2 separate regions of the Anser cygnoides genome follow, and region 1 is linked to region 2. A link is a contact called in public Hi-C data. All regions are on one chromosome and are shown on one strand. Each heading gives the region's core, a stretch centred on a gene start, on an enhancer-like site or on the middle of the called end of the contact. The rest is flanking DNA. Distances are from core to core; before and after follow the strand shown.

Region 1 (5,010 bases), core at 2,140-4,639, 45 kb before region 2:
CATTTAAATAAGACTATGTGTGGAGGTGTTACCAGACATGAGAAAGATGGGAATCTGGTGCATTCATCTAATAGAAAGGTTCTATTAATCTACTGAACTCTGCTCTACCAGAAAAGAAAAAATATCAATACAAATAATAGGCAGCTGGGACTGTGTGGTATATTCCAAAATCACCACTGTTCTCAAGTTTGTCTTCTTACTTACAAGGTTTAGTCCCTACATAAAGATGAGACAAGCTTGTGTTCCTTATTATTGCTAATAAAGTTTCACAACAACTCTCTACAGATATAGTATAAAAGTTTTGCACTAAAGTTGCTATGATAATTCAGAGTTTATCTCACGAATCATTCCAGAAAAACACAAATCTGAACAGGAAGAAAGGACCCAATTTATCAACAAATTGTCTCCTATACTTGTTTGAGAGACCTTTAGCTTCATGGATGCATTTCAGAAAAGCACTTTCAGCTATCATCTAGGCTGGAAAAGACCTTCAGGATCACCAAGTCCAACCATCAACCAGACCTACCGAGTTCCATCACCAAACTGTATCCCTTAGTGGTATGTCCACATGTCTCTTCAATACCTCCAGGGACGAGAACTCCACCACTTCCCTGAGCAGCCCATTCCAATGTTTGATCACCCTCTCTGTGAAAAAATTATTCCTAATGCCCAATCTAAACCTCCCCATTGACAACTGGAAGCCATTTCCTTGCATACTATCATTTGTCAACTGAGGAAAGACACCGACACAATACAGCATGAGAAAGTTATATTGTGATAGATTCTATTTCATAAGTAGCAAGATAAGTTTAATTCCTTCATTTGGTTGAGCATCACAAAGGCTGCAGAAAAGGCTGTGGAAAGGCTGCAGAAAAATAATAGAGGTGCATTTACCCTGACTAGGATCTTCTGTGAGTAATTAGAGTTCAAAAGGGGAAGCTTCTGCCAACGTATAGATGAGTTTGGGTGGCCACTCAAATGACATTTAGAAGAACGCCTCAAAGACAAGCCACCAGTACCCCAGCTATATAATCTGTGGAACCTCTCTCTCCAGCAGACTTCACAACTCTGTGGGCTGGCTAGACATAGAAGATCATAACTTGACAATGGCTTGTAGTCAACTATTAGAGTCCTGCCTTTGTCAGGTATTCGTCTGTTTCCATATGCAACTAAGAGTTTATGTGATTCATTTTACCCCACCCTTAAACCTTGCCCAATGTTAGGAGAAACTTCAGGTTAGTTTAGGGAACACAGAGCACTTGCATTTCACAGGGAGTGAAACCAATCACTTTGGTGATTCCACTTATCAAGTGATTGGCACTTCCAGAACTGCCCATCTTCCCCTGGAGATGCAACATGCAGACAACACAGCAACTACAATTTTCTTCCTTTATAAGCAGCAGGACAGAAGGCGAAAGACCTAATGGTAGGCCTCCCGATAAATCTCATTACAGTGGGTTGTTTCATCTCTAATCTGTGGAAGCAAAGCTAAACTATATACAACAGATGTAGCTATCTTCTCTAAAAAAAAAAAAAAAAAATTAAATTTTCAAAAAATACATTTAAAGATCACTGGATTATTTTAATACAAAAAATGTAATTTTACTTCTTTGAGGTACTCCCACTTAAGTATTTATAGACTGTAAAGATCTGTAGTTTTAGAAAAGGATGAACTAATGATCTGAGCCAGAGACCGGCAAGTAGAGAGTCAAAGCTTCATTTAGGTACTATTGCTACATTTCTCCCATTAAATTTTCTCTGACCTGCAAAAAATATACCTGTATCCTCAACTAATCTAAGTCAGATGACAAATGTGGCCCTGTACCTACTAAAGTGAGATATTGTATTGAGAGATATTGTACTTTCAAGTGTTTCTTTTTAATGCAAGCTGAGGAGTGGTAATACTGACTGGATTAGCTATATGCAAATTCACAAGCAAGTCTGACTGCTATAAAATTTTCATATAAAAGCTAGTAAAAAGCTTGAGAAATCAACCAAACATTTTGGGAAGTAACACTGCAAACTGACACTGAGCAAGATCTGCAGTCATCACCATCTCTGACAGCCCAGCTCAGAGGGAACAGTGGCAGCTGAGGTGCAGCTGTCACTCGACACTGTGATGAAAATGCAGATTGATTATCAGACCTTATGTGACACTGACACTTTATCCTTTCAGTCTTTATGGATTTTAATGCTCATTTAAGTGGGACTTCTCAAAAGCCGTGAAAATTTCATTCAAACTGTGATATATATGACTGTGGTTCCAGCAGTGCTTATCTTTCAGGGTGGCACTGCTGATCCTCCCCATTTGTGTCCTTATTCCATCCCTGCTTCGTCCCTGCAATAAGTCTGATCCAATAAGCCTCATTTCTGTTAAGCACCTCTGTGAACTTTTAAAATCAGATTTGCTAAACATGATCCTCAGCTCTCCCAAGACTTTTCCTCACCAAATTACTGCCATTCGCCCATCCGATGTGTTCTTCAGCAAAATTATAATACAACCAATAATCTCGAGAAAGCAGCAGCAAACCTGTCCTCCAAGCAGCGTAAAATTCTCAGTTGCAGCCAGACAGACAACAAAGAGCATGAGCACAAGAATATAGCCAAAATTCAGACCAATAGCCATGTAATAAGTGTAAGTTGTAGTATCTAGAAGAAAGAAAAGAAGCATACCTTAGGTCAGACATCTATATTCCTAACAGGTCAGGAAGCAAGAAATCATTTTATACTATTCATCCCAGACAAGAAAAGAGAATCCCCTTAGAGCATATTTGCTCTAACAGAACATACTTTCTACCCATTCATTCTACAAACAGCAGCCAATGAGATGATGGAGTTGAAGAGGTGTGTCTTTTTCTCCTCTAATACCCCATTTACAATATTCTGGTGCTGGTAAGCATGAAGCACAAAAGGAAGAGCAGAGAGTGGATACCAAAAAAGTTTATGATTCTACAGGTTTTCCCTTCACATGGTTTAAAAAGAAACACAGAAGAGTGGGCATTTATTTATTTGTTTATTTATTTTACTTGTCTCTCAACAGTCCCCACATATTTATCATACAATGCAATATCTCTGTGGTAACTCCAGAGAAAATACCTAATTATTCTTCCCATAAATATGTTTGCTTTGTTTGGTTTATGTAGCCATTGAAATGAACCAGGAATGTTCTGGGTCTGTTTATCTAATTGCCATTGAAGGATTAGCCACCATACATGCAAAGATTGTCATACTTTTTTAGCATAGGCTTCAGTTTTGCTTTGTCAGAGATTTGCGAAAGTCTTGTCAAAATCATGCTACTCCTGCTTTGACTGGATATAATGATGTTTTCACAAGGGCAAAGTTTAGACGGACAAAGAGATAAAAATATAAGGTCACTTCAGTGAGGCAATCTGAGCTGGAATGTACATTTTAAATGACCAAATCAGCAGACTTTGTACAAGGCTTTCCTCTCAGCTCTGTGCAGCCCTTCCAATAGAGAATATCAGTCTGGTGACTAAAGCACAGACTACAGAGTTGTTTTTTATTCCTGGCATGGATACAGATTTGTTGTGTGACCTTGATCGAGTAGTTTAACCTCTGCATTTCCTTATTTGTAAACAAGAATAATCACCATCTCTTACCTCACAGGTTTAATTCATGAATACTTGTGAAGAGCCTTGAGATTCTTGGCTGAATGTTTCTATAGAAACAAGAAGCAAAACTACAACGCAATCGTGTATGATACTTTATGACCCCAGTCACTGTAGTACTCAACTATTTCAGCCTTTCATTTTAATACACAGGTGGTAATATCATAAAGAGAGAAATAGCAGCCATGTCCTATTTCATCCATTTTTAATGATGGGGAATTCAAGAACAGACATTACACCTACACAACATTTCGAGTTCAAAAGTGTGCCTTAGTTTAACTTTCAAATTCACTTACATACCTGAGGTAGATACAGGGAAGACTGGGAAAGAAATCTTGGATCTAATCTCCCCTTAGCATGGGTCCAAATGTACACGTATACAGACCATATGGGCACGGTGACCATGCTGCATTTAGCTGGCCACCAACATTTATCCTATCTACCCTTCTTGCAGTATAGCTGCTAAGCACTTCCTAGGTGAGTTCATATATCATCCATTGCAAAAGCAGATAATGGGATTTTTAGGCAGCCTAAGAGACCCACACACACTTAGCAAAGGGGTATCCAGTGGCTTCAGAGAAATGGGTGATGGATCAAACCTGCTTTAGGTTTCTCAGTAGCACAGCCTACTCATGCACAGCATAGGCACAAACACGGACACTTCCTACTCCACTAAAGTCAGGGACACAATCCACTTTGACACAAGTCAGTGAAGGTTCAGTGGTTAAATGACCAACTCAGAATCAATGAAGGAAACCTGCAGCAGGTCTCTCACTTTAGTCCACTGCCCAACCAGTCCATCCTTGTCCTCTATGTGTGGAACTGCCAATGACATTGCTGGGAGTGCTGCACATTTAGAAGAGACCTATAAATCTGAGATCATCACAACACGTGGAAATACTTCTACATAGTGCAGGTGGTTGTACTTGACATTCATGAACCAAAGTCAGTTTGTGCAGCAACCATGGAAATCATTTTGTTTCAGAAACTTGTATTAAATAGTTGGAAATGACAACTAAACGGCATTATTAGTTGTTATTGCTCCTCAAAATTTGATACTGTTTGAACTATAAAAAGTTCTAATTAAGCCTTGGAAATTAACACATGACATTTGTGATAAGATTTCTATTAATAAAGTTTGTTTACTGACAGGCTTTTTGCTGCTCCTCCCCTGGCCACCAACATTACATGCAGCCAGTTTAATCATAACACTGCTAGCTGTGAAGTGGTGAAGTATCAATGCTTTAAGCCTGCTTATCATCATATGGCTTAACTTATTGACATAAAAGCCAGTATAGAATTATATGGTGAAAGAGTGTTTTAACATGCAAGAATTTATACAGTGACTCATTTCTTCTGATGTAGACTCAGTCACTCACTG
Region 2 (4,440 bases), core at 1,625-4,124:
TATTGAACGCTGCCGTTTCTAATCTGGGCAATAAATGTAGGTCAAGGCAACTGGAAAATCTAATTACTCTGTAAATTTTTAAACCTGTTTCTTTCTTCTCAAGGAAAAGAAAATCATTCCCTTGCATTTAAGCAGACTTAAAGTGTAACTACAGTGAGGTGGAGAGTTATTTTTGTCTGAACGTAGAGGCTTTTGAACTTCCTTTAACAGCGTCTCTGCATCTTGCATGGTTTTCTCAGCTTTGGTTCACACTTGTACTCAAGGTATCATCAGTTATTTCACAATTACCATTGCTATTGTGGAAATTCCAGGGGCACTCTTCACATAAAAGAGCCACCTCTGAACAAAACTGACCTTTGGTACACCACTGTAGCAGTTCCTTTAGGTAATATCCTATACAATCATAACTTGATACCTAGTATTCATAGACTGCATAAACTAAACATGAGGCAATGCATCATTACAGAACTACTGCTAATATGAATGTGATAGCATCGTAAATGTTAATTATTTACTGATGATTTAACTGTTTCCACAAACTGCTGTTGCTGACTGCTGTATCTAGATAGACCACATAATTTAAAACTTACAAGAGGATTGAATAATTTTAAAAAATATATACAAAAACTTGAAGATTCAGGCCTTTGAAGATTCCAAAACCAAGGTCCATTGAAGAATCACAAGACCAAAGAAAAAGGTACAGTTTCAGGCATTTAATTCCTAACCCAATGAATCTCAACCTTTCTAAACCAAGTTGTTGTTGTTGTTGTTGTTGTTTTCCTAGAAAAAAGCACCTCTCAAAACAATCCCTCAAGGTCTAAAAACCAAAACAACCTACTGCTTTGCTTCTTAGATTCATCTGTCATTATTTTCTTTGTATTCACAAAGGGTTGTTTTGCTTTTGTTTTTTTTTTCCCTAACCTCTGATGTAAAATAAAAGCCTCATTACATGTAGGTAAAAGTTAAGGCTTCTAGAAAAACAACGAGAGCCCCAGCAACCTTACAGATCATTGGAGCTGTTATTGTTTGATGATACCCGGATGAGAAAAGGCAACTATGGACAGCCTACATTTCTTATTGACTGGACCACCTTGCAGAGCTCTCTCTTCCAGCTCTTACCTCTGTGATACGTGACGAAGAACCACAGAGTTTCACAACAGAGAGAGGATTTGTATGTTGTGTTCTGATTTGGCAGTCAAATGTTTTGTTTGTTTTTTGGGGGTGGGAGGGGTGAGTTGTACAAAAGTGGAAAATTTGGCCTAAGCTCATGTGATCTTTGGACACTGCTCTCGTTATGTATAAATCCTGGTTTTGAACTTCCTCCAATTGCGTTGGGAGGTGAAACCTCCCAAACAAAAAAAGGTAATTCGAGAACCATAGCAAAGACTTAAAACATGTTTGTCGTAAAAGGTAAACCCTGAAACAGCAGCTCAAAGAACACCCCAAAGTAAATGAGTTCTATGACAAGGGTCTTTTATAAAATGCAGACCAGAGACAAGATTCCTTTCTTCTAAACTACATGCGTTACTTGAAGACACGTTTATGTTGGTTGTACAGATGTAGGCAGCAAGGCGAAATCTAAGAAATATTGGTACAGAGACTGTGTGATATTAATTTGTAGCCCTTGAGTTTAATTACACCATACCAGACTGTTTTCTGCATCATGGACAAGTTCATGAGTACAAGTGTCAAAAACATGGTTTTTTAATCTTTTCTTCAACATTCTCAAATGTTTCAGACCTCAACCCTTTAACTTTTGAACTTACTATTTCAGATACTGATAGGGTATTTGTCCTTCCGTTGCAAAAATACATACATATATATGTATATATTCTGGTTAGAGAAACATTAAATAACTGCTTAAACCTAAGGCCTGACTGACGACACATAGCAATAAATGAGACCCGGATCTGACTGAATGAGAAGGAAAAGAGCTAATCTGCCAGACCATTTGCCAGGTGCCTTCTAGAATAAAACGCATTTGTAGAAGTAAAATAACGGGTAAAAGTAAACTAAAATTGGAGTTTCTTAATCTTTGTGTATTTGAGCTTACAGCTTACAACTTTAATACAAAAATTCGATAAAATTGTGTTTTCCCACTTTTATCTTCCATGGTTTTCAAGTGTGGTACTGCACAGAATCATTGCACGTGGCTTGCACCCTGAAGAACAAAAGCTCCAAATTTTTCTAATAACCGGAATAGGCAGCGATGATGAACCACGGCCCTTTTACGGCATGCCACAAAACGCATATACGGGTCTGACCTGTTATGTATCAACGTATCAACAGGATCTATATATATATATATATATATATATAAAAGGATGAAAAAGCATATGTGTTCCGGTGCAGGGAGGATAGACTTTTTAAAGCAAGTGGTCCACTCTGAAAGCATGAAGTCTTTTTTGGTCCTCTCTTAAAAGCGTAAGGTCTTTTTTTGTATACTGTTAACATCAAACAGGATTCGGATTAAGGAGAATGCTTATGCAACGCTGTGGATGGGGGATTTCTGGCAGCAGAAGTGCCCAAGCGCAGGCTACCTCTCACGCTCGGGCAGTAGGGGCTCTGCTGGCCACCTGCCACCCCAGCCTGCGCTGAGGCGCTGAGGCGCTGAGGCGAGGAGCGCTCCCCGTTGTGCTCTGGGCTGGGCGTTGCGGGGCTCCACGACCAGCAGGAACTAACCCCCACGGCAGCGGAGCCTCCGCAGCCTGCCGGCAGCCCGGTCCGCCCCGCTGCCCGCCTCACCCGGCCCTCACACCAGCACAAATCCCGCCCACCGCCGGCCCTTCACCGGCACCCCCCCAGCGCCGGGGCCCCACCCGCCGCCGCCGCCGCCGCCCGCCCCCGGTCCCCCCGCCCCGCCCGGCGCCTGCGCGGAGCGCGGCGGCGCGGCGGGCGCAGGAATGCGCGTTCGGGTTAAATAGTGGGCGCTGGGCCGGCCGCCGCGGCGATCGCGGCCGGGCGGGGCGGCGGCGGCTGCTCGGGGGGCTCCATGGCGCGGCGCGGCTCCGGGGGCGGTCGCAGCGGCGCGGCGCGGCTGTGACAGGCGCTGGGCCCGGCCCTTCCCTTCTCTCCCTCCTCCGTTCGCTCCCTCCCTCCCGCCCCAGTGCCCAGCGGGGGAACCGGGGGGCGCGGCGGCGGCGCTCGGTCGGAGTGAGCCGTGGCGGCGGCCGGGGGCTGCCGGCGCCTGAGCGGCTCTATGATGAAATTTAAGCCGAACCAGACGCGGACGTACGACCGGGAGGGCTACAAGAAGCGGGCGGCGTGCCTCTGCTTCCGCAGCGAGCGGGAGGACGAGGTGAGCCCGCACGTGGGGGGGGGGGGGGGGGGGCTTTGTCCGGCCCGCGGGGACCGGGGGACGAGGGACGGGGACCGGGGGCCGCCGCCCACCATTTTGGGGCGCGGGCACACGTGCGCGGGGCGGCGGCGGCGCCTCCTTTGTGCGCGGCCCCGCCGGAGGCGTGTAATGGCGGGGGGGTGGGGGGGGGGAACCGGCCCGGGCCCCGTGTGGTGACCGGGGTGGGTTTGAGCCCCCCGCGGACCGGCGGAGCTGCCCCCGGTGCCTCGCCAAGGTCACGGGCACCGGCCGTTATCTGGGCGCTCGCCTGGCGGCCGCGTTGCACAACGCGCTGGGGGACCTGCTCCGGGCTGCCGGCGTGCGCCTCGCTGCTTTTTGTGCCTTTTTGGGGGGTTTCGGATAGGTGTGGGAACCCGCGGCGGCTGTGGGTTGGGTTTTTTCCTCTTCGCCTGCCGGCTGGGAGAAGCCAGGGCGCTCTCCGGGCTCTGAGCGTGGCGAATTTCTCGCGTGTTCGTAAGCATCCGATGGGGTGTAATGCAGCAGGGAGAGGCCTCGTCGTGAGGCACCGACCTGCCGGTGGGTTTGGGGAGAAATGGAAGGGTGTTCTGCTCTGTGTTACCGTGTGGAGTATAAACACAGCCCCGGGATCGCCCTGCTCGGCTTCTGCTAAATAACAGCATTTCCCTTCCTTTATAAGGAGGAAGATGCCCGGCAGAAGTCCTCCTAGCTCTTGCAGTCGGTCTGGTTTTCCCTCGGTTTCAGCAGCACTTCTGACCATTCAGTACACCTCTCCCTTTGTATGTGTTCAATCCCTGGATGCCACCCCAGCTCAGGCTTCTTCTGGATGGAGTTCAGACACCCGTTTTGTGTAGCACCAGGCAGCTCTTACGGCTTCCTCGCAGCAGTTGCAGTCAGAAATGCATGGCTGGGGTCACCTTTGTCTGTAATTCCCATCCTTTCTTCATTTCCTGCTGCCGCTTCTTACATCTTCTGTGAATCGTCTCTTTGAATCAAATGTGACCCCCGGCTATTTCGAGTATTGCTTGTGCTGAGAACACCCTCTGAGGGTGAGGGTGGCAGCAGCTCTGCTGCACCGTGTAAGGAGGGTGGATGCTGGCACATGCTGTGCCGGGGCGCTTTGG

What was found. Hi-C and Micro-C count contacts between places; a contact is called where the count stands out from the background.
Region 1: a Hi-C map of fetal liver shows a contact between it and region 2, with 2.0 times the contacts expected there. The contact joins the enhancer-like site here to the promoter of NUDT4 in region 2. A contact is called at or near these places in 2 of 7 Hi-C or Micro-C datasets (fetal liver and liver).

Annotation. Positions count from the first base shown.
Region 1 is chr1:49,065,805-49,070,814 of Taihu_goose_T2T_genome, reverse strand. The region is part of intron 3 of LOC125182457 (a long non-coding RNA gene); the gene reads right to left. Among named protein-coding and RNA genes, the nearest start is that of NUDT4, 45 kb to the right of the region's middle. Within about 2 kb of position 3,389, at least 1 of the 3 cell types and tissues checked has open chromatin away from gene starts, as enhancers often do. A contact at or near this core is called in fetal liver, where this site is marked.
Region 2 is chr1:49,021,297-49,025,736 of Taihu_goose_T2T_genome, reverse strand. NUDT4 (nudix hydrolase 4) reads left to right here and starts at 2,874. Exons shown (of 6, transcript XM_066995090.1): 1 at 2,874-3,298.